2 separate regions of the Gossypium hirsutum genome follow, and region 2 is linked to region 1. A link is a contact called in public Hi-C data. All regions are on one chromosome and are shown on one strand. The core of a region is the stretch at or near the end of the contact, and the rest is flanking DNA. Distances in the headings are between cores, read along the strand shown. Region 1 has its middle 140 kb from the start of LOC121231217. Region 2 has its middle 63 kb from the start of LOC121231679.

Evidence for each region. Hi-C and Micro-C count contacts between places; a contact is called where the count stands out from the background.
Region 2: a contact with region 1 is called in a Hi-C map of leaf, with 2.6 times the contacts expected there. The contact joins two enhancer-like sites. A contact is called at or near these places in 2 of 34 Hi-C or Micro-C datasets (hypocotyl and leaf).

What each region holds. Positions count from the first base shown.
Region 1 is chrA06:32,979,612-32,984,297 of Gossypium_hirsutum_v2.1, forward strand. No RefSeq gene overlaps it. Among protein-coding and RNA genes, the nearest start is that of LOC121231217, 140 kb to the left of the region's middle. Within about 2 kb of position 1,805, at least 3 of the 9 cell types and tissues checked have an H3K27ac peak or open chromatin away from gene starts, as enhancers often do. A contact at or near this core is called in hypocotyl and leaf, where this site is marked.
Region 2 is chrA06:33,194,175-33,199,071 of Gossypium_hirsutum_v2.1, forward strand. No RefSeq gene overlaps it. Among protein-coding and RNA genes, the nearest start is that of LOC121231679, 63 kb to the right of the region's middle. Within about 2 kb of position 2,622, at least 3 of the 9 cell types and tissues checked have an H3K27ac peak or open chromatin away from gene starts, as enhancers often do. A contact at or near this core is called in hypocotyl and leaf, where this site is marked.

The DNA.
Region 1 (4,686 bases), core at 555-3,054:
CTGTTTTAAATTCCCTTGTACCAAACAATAGTTAGGAGCCTATATCTCAAATAAAGTCAAATTATGCTTCAACATAAGAATTAGTTACTACAATTTCCCCATTTACTTTTATATTATCATGAATTAATTTAAAATAATTAACAATGTTAATTATTACAGATAGCTTTCTTAATCCTTTCAAACATAAAATAAAAAATTAAAAAGATATCATGTCAACATAATAAATTGAAAGGAGTGTTATTTAGAAAATAAAATAGATCATCATTTTACCAAATAATGATATTACAAAAGTAAAATCATCAAATTATGTTAAATTAAATTATATTAATTAAATCGCTAATAAAATTTAGATTCCATGATAAAATTGAGGTTTTGAAAATTTTAAAATTTTAAATTTAAATATTACTTATATAAATATATAAAATTTTGTTAAATTGATTATTTAATTCAATGTTTATAATAATTGTTTGTATAGGATCGGTTATAACTTTAAAATAAAAATAGAAACATAGTATAAACATGGAAAAATAGGAAGTTGGATAATGAGGACTGATTTTGATGGTTGTAAGATAGTGGTACAAAAATGGTAAAAAAGAACAGTACCATATCTAATGAAGGTCGTTTTAACTGGACATTCACATGGGTCTAATTTGATTTGTCTCCTATGCAACACCAATCCGACAATAGGATTATATGGCTATCTGCTAGACCGTAAAACTAGCTGACAACTCTTTTTCATTGCATTATTATTATCTCAGCTTTTTCTTTCTGTTTTTGGGGGTGAAATAAGTGAAAGAAAGAAACCTATGCATATTTTTACGTTGTTCAAGATATTTGGTCAGTGACACATGCAAAGTTGACGCCTGCCTTTTACAAACAAACACGAGATTTTACATTGTCTTTGTGGGAAAGATTTTACTTCCAACTTTTTATTTAGAAAAAAGATTTAAGTTGTAATCATAAATCAAATCAAAATACTTGTGATTATATATAATAAAAAAATTGTATTGAGAGATGTAGTTGTCTTTCTTGTTGATAGCTCGTGTATGAAATATAAACTAAAAATTTCATATTTGAATCCTTTTAGTTTGGTATAATTTGATTTTTTGTAATGTTAGTAAGCTGCTACTTATTAGTGTTAAATGGATGATATGGTTTCCATTTTTGCTATTTGTTTAATCAAAAGTAAATTTATAGGTTAATGGAACGCTTAATATTGTTTTTATTTTTTTTTTAAAAAGGTCGTGGTATCACTTCCAGAGCATAGTAAATAATATTATCAATTTAGATAATATTATAAAACTGACCAATATTCCTTAAGTAAGATTTCAGGTAAATGGAGAAAATAACTCACCAGAGTTTTCCTCAAATAACGGGATTTAACCTACTTTAACTTTGAATTTAGTTGGAGACCTTGTAGGTTTAGAGAATTTAAGAAAATAATAATAATAATAAAAGTAGAGGGATTAAATTATATTAAATTAAAATTTTAGCATAATAAACTAATAAAAAAAACTAGTGAGAAATTACTAATTGCATATTTCTACGTTTTGGGTTTTTGATATAGTTGTAGGTTATTTTTTATTTGTATTAAGACAAAACATTAACAATAATAGAATTAAATTATGTCAGAAAATATAAAAACTAAAATTTTAAAGATAATATATATGTACATATATATTTTTATTTTCACATAATGTAACATCAACGTCGTCGAAAAAGTGAGTGATTATTATGATCGGACGGCTAATAGTTATGTGGATGCTGTTGGGCCTAATCTTGGGTCCACCACACATGTGGCCGCGTGGCCCTTTTCTTTCGGTTTGATAGAAGTCAACTGTGTCTGTTTGAGGGCCCAATTGCAAACTTCTCAAAACTTTCGATACCGACGAAATTTATTTAAACATTTTGTCTTGCCTTCTACTATATATATATATTCATCATCGACATTTCCCTAAAATGGAAGACCACCAATTTGCCGAATGGCCCATCTTGAATAAAATTTATCTACTTTTAATGTAAAGGTGTTCATAGTCAAGTCATATTCGGTCCTAATCCATATATAGAATTAACATCATACATAATTGTTCATGTCGGATCCCCATATACGCCTCAAATTTTGCCTTATATCTCTTTCAAGATAGCCCAAACCCATTTAAGTCGGTTATATTATTTTGTTCTTTTTAATATATATTCTTTTTTATATTAAATAAATTTTATATTTTAATTTTATTTAAAATTTAAACATGAGCTTAAACATATTTTTAATATTTACATTAAAATATTTTATATTTAATTCTCATATGATATAAATTACATACTATATAAAAATAAAGAAAATAATATATTATACAATTAAAAAACAAATTTGGCCTAGCTTGAGTGTTGACTACTAAAGTTCAAGTTCGATTCATATTTTAAACAAATTTATATTTTTCACTTAAGTTAAATTTTTGGGTTTAATGTTTTTGACAAAACCCTTCCAATTATTAAGCGAGCTTCAAGCTTGGACAAGTAGCTCAATCCTTAAACATGTTTATAATTTTAGGATAATAAAAATTATATTCAATTAGAGATAACACAAACACCTCCAAAATTATAAAATATGAAAAGTTATTTTATTAATTTTAATCAAGATTGATATCATGAATTAACTGAGATTAATTCAATCATTGAATTTATCAAAAAAATTTCGTCCTCTGAAAAAAAACTCAATCAAACAATAATTGCATAAGAACAATGATATTATTTGAACTTTTATATTTAAATTTACCTAAACCTTCCCTCTAAAAATACTAAAATTTTGGTGTTTTTATTCAAGTGGCCTAGATTAGAATCGCTTCGATTTTTATTTTTAATTCATATATTTTCTTTATTTTTAATCCATATTTTTAATAATAATTTTTTTATTTATATAGATAAACTAATAAATATGTAATATTTTGATATAAATATTTTTTAAATATAATTTTTATATGTTAAATATTTATTATTTTTATCTACATTGTGAGTCATTGTGAGTATGGTAAATTCTAATATTATAAAATTAAAATATTATTTTATTAAATATATTTTTATATTTATTTTTCTTCTATGTCATGGTTAATAATTTCTTTATTTAGACAAAATAATAAGTATGTAATTGTATAATAAAAATATATATTATATATCAATGTTAAATATATTTCATTTTTTTAAAATATCAACTAATTATTTTTATATATATTTTTTATAAATAGTTTTTATAAATATTTATTTTTTACTTATATTATGGGTATGGTAAATTCTAGTATTATAAAATCAAATAATTATTTCAAATATCATTATTTTTTTCACCTACATTATAGTATGGTAAATTATATTTAATAAAAATAATTATATTTGAAACAATTACTTTATTTTATAATATTAGAATTTACCATACCGACAATGAGATAACAAATAAATATTTTAAATAAAAAAATTATATATAAGAAAAATATATCAAAATAACTAGTTGATATGTTTAAAAAATAAAATATATTTAACATAATGATATATATAATTACATATTTTTATTCTTAATATATAAAAGTTCACATATAAAATTATATTTGAAATAATTATTTAATTTTATAATATTAAAATTTACTATATTCATAAATGTAGGTGAAAAAAAATTTTAACATATAAAAATTATATAAAAAATACCAAAATAAAGAAATTATTACATATTTATTATTTCGTAAGTTGTTAACTAAAAATGTGAATTAAAAACCAAAATTAAGATTGTGAGTGGATTTGATTTTATAATAAAAGGAAACAATTTATGTATGACACATTTAAATTTATCATTTGCCTATATTAAAACATAAATTTGAGGATTTAAAATCAGATTATATAGATACCTAAATTTATTAAATATCATATGTGGAATTTTTATCAATCTCTTTGTAAGTTGCAGGAATACTATTTTTTTTATAAAAAATATAACATCTTTATATTGTAGTATTTAAAGATATTATAGTAATATTCAAATAATATTTTTAAAGTAAATTATGATATAATATTTCTATATAAAATATATTATTTTACTTTAATATTCATGCACACAGTAGTATTTATTAATCTTATCTATCAAATTTCTTACTATAATTTATATAATCTAAATAATATAAACTTAATAGCATTTCGTGTAATTTGAAGTTACAATTCAGATATATGTCCATAATTTGTGCTGCAAATTTATGACTTCAATACAGATAAATCATTTCACAATTCAGACCTATTTTAATATTTAAACTAAAAAAGGCAATTGATAAGAAATATAAATAATAAAATGAATATAAGCACTACAATCAAATTAATAAAAATCATTTATTAATTTTATATAACAAGAAATATGCTAATTAATTTATATATTACAATTAAACAAAATCCATTCGTTTACCGCTTACATTTGAAGTAAATGATATGCAAAATATAATTTTAAAATGCTTTTTATGATTTTAAATATTTTTACCTGAATTTCATGTGTCTATATTCATTATAATTTTAATTTTAATTATTAAGAAAAATTTAAAAATAATCTGAAATAAGTAATTTACTTTCATATTTCACTTTCTGAATAAATTCCTTAATAAAAATATATTCAATTATAAATTAAACCTTAATATGTAATTAACCATGCATATTGTATTTTCTTTA
Region 2 (4,897 bases), core at 1,372-3,871, 220 kb after region 1:
CAAACATGCTCATAAGCATATATAAATCTCTCTTTTATCATGCATGATTCATGTATTCATCTCAAGTATATACTTACCTTACTTTCATACTCATATAACTTAGCACGTACCTGAACCTTTTAGCTCAATTTCACATTTGATCTTAACTCAATGTTGCCTGTTGAACTATTTGGAATTAATAAGGATACTCGAATACTCGAAAAGCTCATACAACACCAACGTCCCAGACGTGGCCTTACATGTAATTGCATATTGGTGCCACTGTCCTAGATAGGGTCTTACACGAACTCATATACGATGCCGATGTCCCAGACATGGTCTTACACGTAAGTCACAAATCGATGCCAACGTCCCAGACGTGGCCTTACACGAAATCACATATTGGAATCCTATGTCATGACATATGTATCCTAACTATTTCTAAGGTTCGTACGGGGTTTTCGAACGTCGTAAACCAATCGATTCCATCTCGTGTATATTTCTCCCATGCTTATACTAATTCGGCATCAACATATATATGGGTAATAATTTAATTCAGCACATATATTACATAAACATTCGAATTTAACGAGATTTATTTACTTTTGAACTTGCCTCGGACAAAGACAAACGAACCGGAACGACTATTCGACAACTTTAGATTTCCCCCGATCCAAATCTGATTTCCTCTTTTCTTGAACTAATTCAATATAAATTTGACTTATTTAATCATATATTCATTCAAATTCATCCAAAAACACGTAAATGAGAAAATTACACTTTTGCCCCTAATATTTCATATTTTTTACAATTTAGTCACTATTTCACAAAACACGAAATATTCAAAATTTCACCACACCCATGCTTGGCTGAATTTTAATAAGGTCCCTAGCAGCCCATATTAAAATTCCCTAGCAGCCCATTTCTTTCATTTATTTCACATTTGACCCCTCAATTTACAAAATTTACAATTTAATCCCAAATAGGCATTTTTACTAAAAATCACTTAATTAAACATGATAATATATTAACACCTATTTATTTTTCATCATCAAGCTTTCAACAATGGGAAATCTCAAATTCATCATCAATTCTAAAAATTAAAACATGGGCTAGCTAAAACACGAAATAATGATCTCAAAAATGTAAAAATTATCAAAAACCAAGCTTAACACTTTGAAGAATGCAAGGGCCGAACATTTAAAACTCTTTTATTTCTCTTTCTTTTGAAGTTTCGACAACCAAGATGAACACATGCATGTTTTGTTATGTTTTATTTTTATTTAATATCATTTTAACACATAATTTACTAAATTAACCTTTATAAATTAATTTGAAAACATTATAATCAATGTCCATAACCGTCCATGCATGTTTCCAAAGGTCAAATTACATCTTAAGGACTCCACATTATAAAAACAATAGCAATGTAGCACTTTAACAATTAGCTAGTCACTTTTACATTTTACGCGATTAAGTCTTTTTATTAAATCGAACACTCAAACGATAAAATTAAATCACGAAAATTTCACACATAAATTAACATGCTGTAGACACCAAAAATAATATTAAAATATTTTTTTAACTCAGATTTGTGGTCCCGAAACTACTGTTCTGAATAGAGTCTAAACCGAGTTGTTACAGTGAATAACTAGGAAAGGTCTTTGCTCATTGTCTAGTAAGGACCTTCACGAGGTGTGTGTTTGGCAGGGTTTCCAGTACAGGATGGTAAAGGCCAATGAATCTTGGCTAGATTTATAACCAAAGACAAACTATAAAAGGGATACAAATTAACTTAATAAATTTTGTTTTGGTAATTTTGTTACAAGGATTAAAGGTAAGAGTTGTTTAAAAATTGAATCGGATATTGATATTATTTTAAATACTTGAATATATGTACGTTAAATTAACAGCTCAATTTTGATTTTTAGCATGCACAGTTAATTGTCGGATTTTACTGTGGCATTGGGGGCAATTTTTTTTTTTAAATCATTGGGTAGGTTTGATTAATTTGATGGCACATACTTGGCAATAGCCTTAAGGGCTACAAAAGCATAGCCAGAGACAATAGATATCAACTTCACAAACTTGCATGACAACTCCTAATAATGTATTAAAAACCCTTCTATCCCCTTTCCCCTAAGGACATATATTTTAATGCCTTGCTGTTAAATATGGAAATGGACTGGACCAGAACTCATAACTATAGTCGACAGCGGTACCTCACACTTTCAATAAAAAAAAGAAGGACAAAGAAGAAATTGCATCTCCTTCGATATGCCCCCATCAACCCATCACTGTTTCCATGAATCTAAATTCATTTTAATTCCTTTATATATTTATATATATAACTATATCTTTTATGTGGATGAGTTGTCGAGATATGCCTGCTTGGAGTGCATTACATCGTAGCAACGTCCAAGTGGCGTGGAAATTAATAATGGAAGAAGATATCTAGCTAAAAACAAAAGGGGAGGGAACGATGGGGTCATAATATATATATATACAAAAATTTACTTATTTATGATTATTTATCAAGCCTTCATTAAAATGTCTACTGCCATGCATATTGGTCAGTAATAAGTCCCCACAAGAGCTTATCAAAATGAAAAGATCTATGACTATTATATGTATATAAAATATGGGGATGGTCCCCCATGTATTGATTGATGGTACATTTTAATTAGTCGACGGGTGTTCTATTACTTTTGGGTACTCCTTTTCTTTTTCTCTTTTTTTTTTTTGTTGGGGGTGGGGGTTGATTAGATCTATACAATGAAAATCGTTTTTTTTGGTATTTGAAAGAAAATTTTACTGTGACTAGTTGTTAACAGTCGTGTCTAAAAACCAGGTGTTACTTTTAAAACAATTAAGGGTTTAGGTAGATAATTAATGAAGGAATTTCATGTTTTAATCATATTAGGTTGTTCTTGGCTGGCTCCTTTTATAGACTTTACTTGTATGGCCGTTTGGAAATTATAAACATAAATATAATCGCACAATTGGATTTATTTATTAAGCTATTTCCCTTTTTTTAATGGAATGAAAGGGAAGGAGATTTGTGGAATGGTTTATTTGCCGAGAGTCATAAAGAAGATTCTCAAAGTTGAAGAAGACGAGAACTAAGATTAGAGGAATTTAAAAGAAACATTTATAGATTACATGATATCTCCCGATTGGTGGATTTTTAATAAAGTCTTATAGTCCAGTTCTTTCTCATTAGGTTGATGATGTGGTTTGATGAGGCATGATTATTGGGACTATGTGTGACAAGTGACAGTGATCTCGTTGGTGAGCTTGGAGAGGCCTGCTGACTTGGCGTGGCCTTGTTCTTCAGCGAGGTATAGCCTAGTGAAGTATATCCAACAATTGTTTCCCCATTAAGGCAAAGGTTATAAAGTGACCTCTTTTAAGAGCAAAGGGTATTGGCGAGGTACTTAGAAATGTGGTGCAATGTCACTATTGTGTGTAAATAATGCAAATGTGCAAGTGTACAAGTAGAGAGTATTTTTGCTGTTGAATGATAAAGGTTGGAATTACTCAGAGAATATTTTCATAACAAAATAATGCCTTGGCAAAGATACGACTAAACTACTTCCCAGATATTTACTACTACAGTTTACTTCTTTCGAGAGTAAAACTCTAATTATTATTCGGAATCTACAAAATAATAACCCAATTAACGTTCTATACTTATACAGATAGCATCTTCTATGTCTGAAGTGCTGTGAATATTCTTTTGAGTACTCACCTATATCAATCAATTAATAATCTGATGTATTTAACCCATTCAGATTCAAATCTATTTGAGTTCATAACATGCAATCAACTATATCTAGAGCTTAGATGCATTCTTAATAAACAAGAATTGAATGAAACAATAAATTTAATCACAAGCATATCATGGGAATTACAGTTAATTAAATATTCACCCAAATAATTCCAACCCAAAGATAACTAGCTCATGGGTTGGGCAATGAAATCCAAAATTAATTCATTCACCAACATACTTCAAGTTTCACGAATCACATAATTCAAAACCAAGAAAACAAAACAAAGGTAGGACTACAAGAAGTTCTTGCTGCACTCTAACATCTTATCCAAATTGTATGTAAAACCCAACGTAGATTTCTCTTCCCTTTCTTCGCGTCTCTGATCTCCCCTTCTTGAGCTGCTCCTTTCTTCTTCTTTTCTAAATTACTTCATTGTATTCTGTTGCAAAGAGAGTGACTACTCTCTTTCTTTTCTTTTTCTCCTCACAATCCATGTGTGTCCTTTCTTTTCTTCTTTCTCTTCCTTTTATAGGGTAGATCCGTTCCTCTCAGCAAACATCTTTTACTCCTCTTTTTTAGGGAAATTTATCTGGTACATGTACAGCTGGCTGAGGGTGACGTGGATGGAGTGCTGCATCATCTTCCTGGAATTACCATGGTATTTTTGTTGGTTATCTATCCCACCATTTGCCATGGCAATGTTTCACCTCCTTCGTTTTCTTTTCCTCTTCCTCTTATCCTTCTTCTTGCTTCTTTTATCTTACTTTTGCCTACAACCAAAGACTACCAAGCCTCTTTCCAGAAATTAAAAGTAACATAAATTTATAGTTGAAACATAATTCAAGCTTTAGTATGCAATGCTCTAATAATAAGTCTAAAATGCTAACATATTTTCTTAATTACAAGCAAAAACTTTAGTTTAAAGGCCTAAAATATAACTCTTTTCGAGAGTTATCACACCCCCAAACATGAATTATTGCTTGTCCTTAAGAAAATGTACGAGTATGCATGAATGCATGTATGCATAAATTTTCCAAAACATTACAATTACCAAATATATCACTAGACTATCTAAAATATAGTTCTCACCTCTATTCTCAACAGTCTTCTAAATAAAGAAAAAAATGATTTGAGTTTTATAGACT